Linked DNA regions of Sus scrofa: all the other regions are linked to region 3. A link is a contact called in public Hi-C and promoter capture Hi-C data. All regions are on one chromosome and are shown on one strand. The core of a region is the stretch at or near the end of the contact, and the rest is flanking DNA. Distances in the headings are between cores, read along the strand shown. Region 1 overlaps TSPAN18 (tetraspanin-18). Region 2 holds the start of EXT2 (exostosin-2). Region 3 holds the start of CD82 (CD82 molecule). Region 4 holds the start of ALX4 (homeobox protein aristaless-like 4).

Region 1 (2,700 bases), core at 37-2,536, 320 kb before region 3:
GTGTTGCTGGGGCTGTGGCGTGGGCTGGCAGCTGCAGCCCTAGCCTGGGAACCTCCATACGCCATGGGTGTGGCCCTAAAAAAAGAAAAAAGAGAAGTTGATCATCAGGTGACATGGACATTAGGCTCACTGTCCCTGGGCTGAGGGTCACCGGACCCCCTTAGGGTTTAGCCTCAGGGCAGGGGCGGGGCACGCCTGGCTAACCCCTATCCCCAAGCCTCTGCTCTCTGCAGGCCTCTGAGGCAAGTTCCAGAGGTGCCTAAACTTGCTCCCTCTTGGCCCTTCTCAAGACAAGTCTCCCCTCCCTGCCCAAAGGTTGAGGAGGTGGCTCAGACCTCTTAAAGGACCCCAGGGGCTGCCAGCAATGAGGCTTGGAGCCCCTCTTCAGCTAGAACCGTCACATGGCCAGGTCCAGGTTGGAAGAGACAGGAGATCCTCTTAGTTTTTAGATCATGAGTCTTTCTGAAAACATTCCAGAAGCTGTGGTGGGCCCCCCCTCCACATGCAACACATATGTACACGCACACGCACACAGAGGCCCTGACATGATATTTTGCACCTAATTTTGGGTGAGTTTTGAACCACTTGAGTCCCTTCCAGGTCAAAAGCCCCTGGATAAGACCCTGGTCTGAGAGACAGGAGACCTGGGTTCGAGGGCCCTGTCTTTGACCTGAACTGTGACTTCAGGATTGTGTGTGCTGGGCATCTGAGAGAGGGACAGAGACAGAGAGAGGGAGCAGGAGTGGGGAGGGGAGGGAGGAGGGGAAGCAGAAAAAGTAAAGAAAGCGGGAGAGGCAGGGAGAGGGGACAGAGGCAAGGCAGCAAGAATAGAAACCAAAAGATCAGGAGAAAGGCAGAGATAGACAAGGAGACAAAAGTAGAGAAATAGAAAAGAAAGGGAGAAAGGGACATAATGAAACAGAGACAAACAAGGAGGAAGGAGGCAGAAGAGAGAGGTGGTGGGAAGGGGGGCTTTAAGGTTCAGCCGCAGCTGGGACTTGAGGCAAACCGCCTCTGGCCCCTGGTCTCACCCCTAAGTGCCAGGAGAGCGAGGGTGTCCTTTTCTAGCTGGCAGGCTCAGAGGAGCCACACAGCTAGAGAGGGCTTGCGAGACCTGGAGCCGGCTCCCAGCCCGGAGCCCCAGCCTGGCTTCCTGTCCTGGCTTCAGGGATGAGCCCATTAATGTTGGATGAGCCCCAACACTGAGCCTCAACCGAGGGCCGAGGTGCAGGGCAGGGGTTGGGAGGTTTGCTGTGTCCTGGGACTCCTCCTACTCAGCTCCTTTCAAAATCCCCGGCAGCCCGAGCCCAGACCTTTCCACGCACCATCTGATGCTGTGCAGAGCCCTCCACCAGGGGGCGCCCACGGGTTTCTTTGTTTCTCTCCAGCTGAAAAGTTTGCAGTGTTTACGCTGCTGCCGGAGGCCAAAGGGACCCAGAGCTCCCCAGCCACACATTTCACAGCTGATTTCACTTTCTCTCTGTGACACGAATGGGGGCTGTCCTGCCTGTTCCAAGCTGGGGAGGAGGCACCGTGCCAGATCTCTGCCTCCCAAAGCCACTGCTGCTGGCTCAATGACAGGAGCGGACAGAAGCCTGGCCAGGAAATCCCTCAGCTGATCAGCCCATGTCACCGACCAGCCCACATCTCCCTATCATTTAACTCCTGACCCACCCACCCACCCACCCACTTGGCCAAGAGGAGTGTCTGCAAGTCGGCCCATCCACATGCACACTTTTCTAAGCTGGGCTGTTTTTAACTTACCCTCTAACAGGGTTGCCCTCAACTCAGTTTTCCCAGCCCTGGGGGCACAGCACCTTGTAGGGGAGGAAGCCCCATCACCAAAGCCCGGGGAGTAAGCAGAGGCCCAAAGCATCACAGCCCATGTGAATGCAGAAGAGCAGTGAAACAGGACATCCAAGCTCGTAACTCACGGCAGAACTGGTTGGGCCTTCACTTAACAAGCAGACAGTGAGCTCAGTGAGGTTAAGAAATTAGACCAGGAGTTTCTACTGTGGCTCAGCGGTAATGAACCCGCCTAGTATCCATGAGGGTGAGGGTTCGATCCCTGGCCTCGTTCAGTGGGTTACAGATCTGGAGTTGCTGCAAGCTGTGGTGTAGGTCATAGACATTTCTTGGATCTGGCCTTGCTGTGGCTGAGGTGTAGGCTGGAGGCTGTAGCTCTGATTTGACCCCTTGCCTGGGAACTTCCCTATGCTGAGGGTGCGGCCCCAAAAAGAAAAAAAGAAAGAAAGAAAGAAAGAAACTAGACTACAGCAGGGCACATGCACAAACCCAGGCCCACCCAGATCATCCTCGGGGACTCGCCTGCTTCCCACAAGCCCATCTTCCAGGGAGGGGTGGCCATTCTTGGCCCTCAATGCATCTACGGCAGCTAGTGAACTATGCAGCCTGGAAGGCAGATGGAGCGCTATTTATTTCATGAATAAAAGCCCTTCGGAGATCATATCATTTCTATTTTGGAAGTAGAAATGTGAAAGCTAAATGATTTATCCAATAGCCATCTTAGCTTTTACCAAGGAGTTATATATTTTAGCTCTTAAAAGCAAGTGAGTTGAAAAGCATCAAGAGTCAACACTCTCAGTTGATCCTGCCTTGGCGAATCCTGGCTCTTCAGACCTAGAGGCCAAGGCCACCCTCCACCAGGGGGCAGCTCGCCCACACAGCAGGCACGGGTCC
Region 2 (2,700 bases), core at 12-2,511, 440 kb after region 3:
CTGTTTTAAGTACTTTGAGTTAACTTATTTCATCTTCCTAACAGTGCCATGTGACAAGCTATTATTATTCTCATTTTACAGATGGGGAAAGTGTAACAAGGACGGCTAAGTAACTTGCCCACTGTCACACAACTAGAAAATGCCAAGGCATATAGAGAATGGCAGCCTAGCTCTGGAGCCGGAGCTCTGTCTAAACCGCCAGGTGAAGCTGCCTCCCCTGCTACCCTTAAAAGCCGGAATTAGATACACCTTTCGCATTGCTCAATGAGCCAGCTGACTTGAGAGAGGCAAAATCTACCCATTCACATGGCCATATGCAACCCCATGGCTCAAGTCAGCAGAAGCCAGGAAGGACAGAAACTGAGTCATATATTTTATCACCATATCTAGCCTTTGAGCTCTGAAGTTTACAAACAAAGTCCAGTTTATCTCCTTAGGGCACTCCATTGACAAAGAAGAACTGAAATTGACACATGTCTATTTCAAGCTATCTTCAGACAAATAAGAACACTTCTAAATTAGCACTTCCCAGTAAGTAACACCAAGGAATTTTAACTTCAAAATTGTATAGATATACCTGTTTCTGCAGCCAGTAGTAAAACTCCAAATGCTTCTGACTTTCAACTACATGCCCAGGGCCGGGACACCACTGGCCACCTTTGACACGGGAGCGCCAGGTCCTGCACAGGACGCCACTGGCCACCACAGGGCCCAAAGCTCAAGAATCCCCGTGGGAGGAAGCAGATCCCTGCAGCTCGCAGGAAAGAGCAGGCAGCGGAGAGGGGTCATGGCAGAGGGTGGGCCCTTCGGAAAGGACGCCACAGGATTCTGGGAGAAAGGAAAGGTGTGAGCAAGGGAGGCAGGTGGGAAACCAAAGTGCAGGGCGGGCCAGGTGGTGAAGGAGAGGGCGGGGCAGAAGTCAAAGCGCCCCCAAAGCGGGAAAGCACCGTGAGTGGCTCCGGTGGGGGTGAGGGTCTCCTCCAGTAGCCCTCCGACCTCCCCGCCGTCCGCGCTCCCCCGGTGATAGGGGCCCGACTCCGCCGCGGCCGGGAGAGGCCCAAGCCAGCACCCAAGGCCCACCAGGCCCTTCCAGGCCGCACTTACCTCGGCCACGGCTGCCTCCTGTTGGTCACCAGCTCATGCCGCTGGGCGTGGGCCACAGCCGCCAAGGAGGGATCGTGCGGAGCTGCGGGTCGCCACCAGCGGTGTCGGCTCTGCTACAGCCAGCGGAGAGCCGAGAGCCGGCAACTGGGCTCGGCGGTCTGACACCGAGGGCACTGCGCATGCGGAAGCCGCCGGGGCCGGGCCCACGCCCTCTACTGGACGGGAGGAGTCAAGGCACCGCTGAGCGTTTCTCCTAGGCGGGCGGGAGAAGCTTAGGTTCCACAGTGAAATTCGAAGACCTGCAGCATCCCTCATAATAAAGAAACTGCAAACCTAAACACCAAGGCATTATGCGTCACTTATAAAATAGTTATAAAACTGACAAAAATTTAAAAGTTTTATTGTAATCACTATTGATGAGCATGCGACATTCTTGAAGGGCAAGTCAGCCTTATCCATCAAATGTAAAATGCTGATAATTTTCCCCAATAACCCCTCTGTATGGAGTCTCCCCTATGGATATTCTCAACAACTATTATCAAAAATATTTATTACAGCGTTGTTTCTAAGAATAGCATAAACCCAGCAACAACCAAAATAAACTATTGAAATTTTTATATTAATCAAAATAAATTATGATTAGAATAATAATGAGAGAAAGAATGTATATTGTTGGTATGGAAAGATCTCAAAGACATGTTAATATGAAAACAGTTTAAAATAGACAAGTATGCTCCCTTTTATGTAATTATATATATATGTGCAAAAACAGAAGAGAGAAAATATATAGGTAGATGCTTAACTTCAGGCATATATATCATTTTTTTCTGGAAGGAATCCAAGAAGCAATAAACAGTTTTAGAGGGATTAATTGTGGAGGTAGATATGGGGAAGAAAAACTTTCACTTTCATTTTATTTCTTTCTTCATTTCATAGTACATGATCTAGTCTTCTACTACACAGCAAAATCCCTATCATAAGACAGTGACTGGAGTCTAAAAAATTCAGTCAAATGCAGGGTAATGTTACGGAGAAGTTAATGAAATGATGCCACTGAATCTATGCAGTCTACAGATATTGGCTGCAGAATCCAAATCCATCTGGTCCCAGCTGTATCTTAGCACCATCTGGTGGAAGTTATCACTTAGAGCTTAAATATTCATGGGGATGATTCTGAGTCTAGAGACCCACTGGGGCTCCCAGAAGCAACAGAGATTCCAGGAATATTCTTGTGAGTTAATGCCTGCTTGTCACAGATCCAGGGAGATTAGGACGAGAATATTCTGAAGGCAGGAAACCCACATTCTGACTCCCCACATCAAGAGAACACTTGCTCTGCTCTCCAAATCTATATCTCCCCCCAAAAAACATTGAGAAATTTAGCATTCGTATACCACATGTGAGAAATGGATAAGTGGAGAGTATTTTCACTTTCTTCTTTGTCTTTCTCTGTATTAAAAGTATACATGTTTTGGAGTTCCCGTCGTGGCTCAGTGGTTAACGAATCTGACTGGGAACTATAAAGTTTCGGGTTCGATCCCTGACCTTGCTCAGTGGGTTAAGGATCCAGCGTTGCCGTGAGCTGTGGCATAGGTC
Region 3 (2,700 bases), core at 100-2,599:
CTTTTCTAGGGCCGCTCCCATGGCATATGGAGGCTCCCAGGCTAGGGGTCCAACTGGAGCTGCAGCAGCTGGCCTACACCAGAGCCACAGCAACACGGGATCTGAGCCACGTCTGCGACCTACACCACAGCTCATGGCAAAGCCGGATCCTTAACCCACTGAGCAAGGCCAGGGATCGAACCTGCAACCTTATGGTTCCTAGTCACATTCGTTAACCACTGTGCCACGATGGGAGCTCCTACATGTATTATTCTATTAAGTCCTCACTACTACCATTGAGTATCATCACTACCCCCACATTACAGATGAGAAAACCGAAGCTTAAAAGGGGAGTGGAATCCAAAGGGCCCGTCCTTGACCACTGAACTAGGCTGCCCAGCTCCTAGGACCCTGGCACAGAGCACCTGCCACCACCAGGGACAGAAACCACCAGCCCAAGGAAGGGACCCAGGGCAAGTAGCAAGAGACATGGCTTCTGGGCTTGACTCTGGGCCCAAAGTTAGGTGGGGTTTTCCCTTGTCTTCCCCACTCACCCAGATAAGAATTTGTCCCCTAGTTTCTGCCGGGGGCCTCCCAAGCCAGCTCACCTGGAAAAGCCCTGGGAAGGGCCAAACACCCGCTGAGTTTCCCACCTCAAGTCTTAGTGGGCTCTCAGAGTTGGGGGGGGAGGGGAGGCTGATATCTCTTTGAATTCAGCCGCCCCCCTCTGCCCCCACTTCCCCAGACCCGTGGGTTTCAAGTCCCATCCGAGGAACTAGTGTGACCTTTAAAGCAATTCGCTTCACTCTTGCAGTGAGTTTGCTTTGCTCCGTGTCACTCTGCAAGGAGACAAACTCTAGTCTGGGCGGCGCGATCTGAAGACCTGTTGTGTCCGCTCTCATCTGCCAGCCTCACCTTCCGGAGTTTCAGTGAGAAAGGTTCACCTGGTTCAATCCCCTCCTTTTACTGGAACCCGAGAGGTCCAGAGCTAGGTGGGGGGACGCGCCCGGGGTCACACAGCTGGTGCACGGCGGAGCCAGAAAACTGGGGGTCAGGACCCGGGAACTTAAGCTCCTTCTCACCCACCAGCTGCCTTCGGGGCCCAACCTGTCACTTGCTCCGAGAAAGCTGCCCGAGCGGCCTCTGGAAGTTGGGGCGAAAACTAACTTTGCTCGCTGTTGCCGACAGGCCTCCCCCCCCTCAGTTTCTCACCTGCTGGCTCTGCTTTTTGCTCGGCGCTGCAAGCCCGGCGTCTCCCGCTCGCGCCCTGGTTAGCGTCTGACCGCGCAGCCCTGGGTTCGGTCTCTTGGTCGTCCCCCTCCCGGCGGTCGTCTGGGAACTCAACGGCCTCGGCCAGCCCCGCCCCTGAAGTGACCACGCCCCTTCGACACGCCCCCTCGGCCTCTGGACGTGGGGACCGCCAGCCCCGCCCCCACACCCTGCAGGAATGTGGCCTGGCACCCGGCCGGATCAGGCCCCGCCCGCTATGGTCTCTCCGCTCTAACCCGCCAGCCCCGCCCCGTGTCCCGCCGGAGGGGGCGGGGGCGGAGCTACACTCCTTGCCCCGCCCCACTACGGCCCCCAAATCGATCCCGGTCTGCCCCGCCCCAGGTCACTCTGGGGAGGGGGCCGACCCCTGGGCCTGCCTCCTGGGCCGGGTCCTCTGTGTTCCTCCGGCTCTGCCTCGATAAAGGCCTGTCTGGCCGGCTCGGCGCTCCACCCCTGCTAGGTGAGAAGCCCCGCTCGCAGCGGGACCTAACGGTCCCGCCCCTCCTAGGCCTGCCTCATCCTTCCCGTCCCTCCCTAGACCCTCCCTCCACCACCCCCACCGCCGAATCCCTCTTCTCTGGGTGTACCCCCGCCCCCTAGGTTGAGGCCACGCCCCAGCAACGCCCCTTCCCCGCTTCAGCGCCTCCCTAATCCTGCCCTGCCCTGGCAACCTTGCTCTGGGCGTGCAGGCCTCCGGGCCTTCACGCTGGCATTCCAGGGCGGGCGTATCCGGGTGCAACCGGGGAACGGCTCGGGAGCGGTTTGCGTTCCAAGTCCCGGCCTCTATCAGGAGGTGGCTTGGACCTAGGCACTTTTTCCAAATACTAACAGCTACCACCGATTGAACTCTCACCAGGGGCCTGCTCTATGCCAAGCCCTGGCTTAGAAAAATAAAAGAACTGGCCACTGAATTCGCACAACTCTATCCCCAAATGTTGCACCTATTTTACTGAGCAACCTGATGCTTAGATAAGGGAAGCCATGGCTTCTGAGTCTCGCATGGATCAGGTAAGCAGGATCCACCCCCTGGCCTTGAATCGTAGGCAAGGCTTGACGCTGCACCAGCTTGCCTGGACTGGCCCCTAGAGCAGTGGCCAGGACCAGCTACTTGTTGGGGCAGTGCTAGCAGACTGCCTGAGGTAAGGGAGGAGGCATAGCTTGAGACAGGGGTGGCAGGAGGGGCACCTGGCCCACTTCTCAGAAGCTGGTTTTCTTCTTGAGAAGAAGGGGCTTAGAATTAGGATGGGCTGCAAAAGGTCTTTGGCTGCGGTGCCCCCACCTGCCTCCTGGCCCTCCACACTCCCAGACCCCAGGGATCAGCCTCTGGTTTCTGCGTTATTCCAGAGCCATTCACCTGTGCAGCTGACAAAGCTCTTTCGCTCCCATTATCTCACCGGCGTCTCATAAGGACGCCATTGTGGGGAAGGTATGATTATGCTGATTTTGCCTGGG
Region 4 (2,700 bases), core at 121-2,620, 270 kb after region 3:
GCTAGGGGTCCAACCGGAGTTGTAGCCACTGGCCTACACCACAGTCACAGCTACACGGGCTCCAAGCCGTGTCTGCGACCTACACCACAGCTTATGGCAACACCGGATCCTTAACCCCCTGATCGAGGCCAGGGATCGAACCTGCATCCTCATGGATACTAGTCAGATTCATTTCCGCTGCACCACAACAGGAACTCTGACCTTTGCTTCTTATAACACAGCGTTTCCTCTGCACGGCACAGCCCCTGTTGCTGTGTGGGGTAGTCCTGATCCCAGGCTGAATGCCAGAGGATACTGTGAGGTTCCGTGAGGTCATGGCATGGGGCTTGGGGGGCACTGCTTGGGCAGAAGGGGCAGGGGCTGCCCCCCTCGTCTGGCCTCCAGGAAGTTGCATAACAGAGATGTTTATTTTTGGTGAGGCTGGGTGGGATTTCTTCTCTTAAAAAAAAAAAAAAAAAAAAAAAAAAAAACTCAAAACATAAAACTTATTTGTCTGCCAGGAAGATAAATATCTTTGCTGAAAGCTCTTGGCTCGGCTGCCAGCTGCAGTTTGCAGAATGCTGTCACCGAAGCCGTGGTAGTCTGCGTGCGCCTGGGCTCACATGGCTGTCATACATGATGCCTGAGGGCTGGCCCCCCACCCCGCTGGCATCGACGCTGCCGGTGGCCCCCGGGGATGGCCGCCCAAAGCCGCTTCCAGGCCCACTCTGGGCATTCACCTCTGCCCGCTTTTCTGCAGTGCCTTGGTGGGAGGTGAGGAGGACAGAGGCAAAATGGCCTTGTCGGCTTCCCCAGCACAAAGAGAGTCCCCAGTCTACACAGAAAGCCAGGGATGAGAGTGAACCTGAAGCTCCAGCCCCAGAACCCAGGCAGCGTCAGGAGGCCTGGGCTAGAGGCATGGTCTTGACACTTAATGTCCACTGCTCAGATCTCTTTTCCCAGAAGAAGAGACCGAGGGTCAGAGGGGTTGGTGCTCACACCAGCCACAAATGGTTGTCATGGTCAGAGCTTTCACGAGTGAAAGGTCTTGTCACCTGCTCCGCACACGTCTTATTAACACGGGTGTTATTTCGCTCTACAAGCGTCACAGTCAATGGAATTTGGCTCAGAGAGGGACCCACACCCCTGTCTCCAGACACCAGCCCAACACCCCTCCCACCACACCCGCGCTCACTCCTGCTCTTGGGTGCCCCGGGGAGGGCCTGCCCATGTGGAGGGCTTCTCCAGGGTCGGAATCTTCTGCTGCTCACAAGTCCAGACCAAAAGTGGGAGTTCCTAGCTGTATGGACAGAAGCCTGTGCGGCCCACATGTCAGCCTTTTTAATCCCACAAGATCCTAGAGACGTCTTCCTCCCCATTTTATAGGGAGGGAAACTGAGGCACAGAGGTTAAGTGAACCGTGCAAAACACACAGCTGGGGAGTCACGCACGTGACATTCACACCCTGGTACCAGTCCCAGAGCCTGTGCTCTAACCTCTGCCCTGGAGTGAGTGTGTCTGCTCAGGGTGCTAAGTGTGTGGTTTGGACACGAACAAGCTACTCCTCGTCCCAGCCTCCCACCCTGGCCGCCGCCTCCCCACCCTCAACCTGCATGGGTGGATTGGCCCTTCCAGCTCTGAACGTCTGGGCATCAGCCAGCAGAGCCCCGTTCTTTTAGACAGCAATGGCTGTGGGCCCGGCCGTGAGCTTTATATAAATCTGCTGGGGCCCCTGTCACCGTCCTGGGCATGGAGGGGGAGGCGCCCACCGTCCTGAGTACACGCAGCCCCCACCTGGAGGGGCAGGACGCTGTCGGACCCTTAGGTGAGACCGGTGCAGAGGGCTAGGGGATGGGCCCCCTCAGCACTGGATTCTCAGGCAGTCTCCATCGTCCCCCCTGAACCCCACATAGGACCAGACCGGGAAAGGAGGGGCCTCCTCTCTTCACCCCAAACCCTGTGGGGCCAAAGCTCCACTCTGGGAGCCTGAAGCCCTGAGACAGCATCCTCAGTGCCTGAGGAGAAGTTCTAGCAAAGGGAGGCCTTCTGCAGGGAGAAGCCCAGGGCCAGTGGGGTGGAGATTAAATGGAGCAGAGGTCGAATTGGCTGACCCAGAGTCACAGAACATTGGAGCTGAAGAAGGCCTGATCGGAGATTTTTTTTTTCTTTTTTTGCTTTTTAGGGCCACACCTGAAGCATGTGGAAGCTTCCAGGCTAGGGCTCAAAGCAGAGCTGCAGCTGCCAGCCTATGCCACGGCCACAGCAACGCAGGATCCGAGCCGCGTCTGTGACCTACACCACAGCTCACGGCAAGGCAGATCCTTAACCCACTGAGTGAGGCCAGGGATCGAACCCGAATCCTCAGGGATACCAGTTGGGCTCGTTACCATGGAGCCACAACGGGATCGTCCTCATTCTGAGATGATTGATGGATGGCAGAGGCTCAGAGAGGGAAAGGGACTCATCCATGGTCACACAGCCTGTTCATGGCAAGCCAGGGTTAGAACCCGGGCCTCCTGACCTCACGTCCAGTACATCCCCAAGAGGGGGAGGCAGCAGGTGGCTCCCTGACCCTTCCTCCTCTCGTGCTGGGTTCAGTCTTCGGTGTTTGACCTTGTTTCCTCCCCCCGCAGCCAAGGAGAGCTCCCTGGGGGAGCCGGAGTTGCCGCCCGACTCTGACACCGTGGGGATGGACAGCAGCTACCTCAGTGTGAAGGAAGC

What was found. Promoter capture Hi-C pulls out the DNA fragments that hold promoters and counts their contacts. Hi-C and Micro-C count contacts between places; a contact is called where the count stands out from the background.
Region 1: a contact with region 3 is called in a Hi-C map of retroperitoneal adipose tissue, with 2.7 times the contacts expected there. The contact joins the enhancer-like site here to the promoter of CD82 in region 3. A contact is called at or near these places in 4 of 5 promoter capture datasets (fetal liver, fetal skeletal muscle, liver and 1 more), 19 of 47 Hi-C or Micro-C datasets (alveolar macrophages, brain, embryonic fibroblasts and 12 more) and 1 of 2 datasets of contacts at active chromatin or transcription factors (skeletal muscle).
Region 2: a promoter capture Hi-C map of fetal skeletal muscle shows a contact between it and region 3, with 6 times the contacts expected there. The contact joins the promoter of EXT2 here to the promoter of CD82 in region 3. A contact is called at or near these places in 1 of 5 promoter capture datasets (fetal skeletal muscle), 5 of 47 Hi-C or Micro-C datasets (embryonic fibroblasts, mesenteric adipose tissue, omental adipose tissue and 2 more) and 2 of 2 datasets of contacts at active chromatin or transcription factors (alveolar macrophages and skeletal muscle).
Region 4: a promoter capture Hi-C map of liver shows a contact between it and region 3, with 4 times the contacts expected there. The contact joins the promoter of ALX4 here to the promoter of CD82 in region 3. A contact is called at or near these places in 3 of 5 promoter capture datasets (fetal skeletal muscle and liver) and 13 of 47 Hi-C or Micro-C datasets (alveolar macrophages, embryonic fibroblasts, heart right ventricle and 7 more).

What each region holds. Positions count from the first base shown.
Region 1 is chr2:17,486,270-17,488,969 of Sscrofa11.1, forward strand. The region is part of intron 6 of TSPAN18 (tetraspanin-18); the gene reads right to left. Among named protein-coding and RNA genes, the nearest start is that of TP53I11, 39 kb to the left of the region's middle. Within about 2 kb of position 1,287, at least 18 of the 83 cell types and tissues checked have an H3K27ac peak or open chromatin away from gene starts, as enhancers often do. A contact at or near this core is called in epiblast stem cells and retroperitoneal adipose tissue, where this site is marked.
Region 2 is chr2:18,237,968-18,240,667 of Sscrofa11.1, forward strand. It overlaps EXT2 (exostosin-2), which reads right to left and starts at 1,262. Exons shown (of 18, transcript XM_021083158.1): 1 at 1,105-1,262. It overlaps ACCS (1-aminocyclopropane-1-carboxylate synthase-like protein 1), which reads right to left. Exons shown (of 15, transcript XM_021083160.1): 15 at 1,280-1,357. The coding sequence ends at 1,317.
Region 3 is chr2:17,801,823-17,804,522 of Sscrofa11.1, forward strand. CD82 (CD82 molecule) reads right to left here and starts at 1,350. Exons shown (of 9, transcript NM_001145218.2): 1 at 1,192-1,350. LOC102166930 (a long non-coding RNA gene) reads left to right here and starts at 1,862. Exons shown (of 2, transcript XR_002341490.1): 1 at 1,862-2,256.
Region 4 is chr2:18,069,356-18,072,055 of Sscrofa11.1, forward strand. It overlaps ALX4 (homeobox protein aristaless-like 4), which reads left to right and starts at 1,371. Exons shown (of 4, transcript XM_021083157.1): 1 at 1,371-1,804; 2 at 2,613-2,700. The coding sequence starts at 1,729.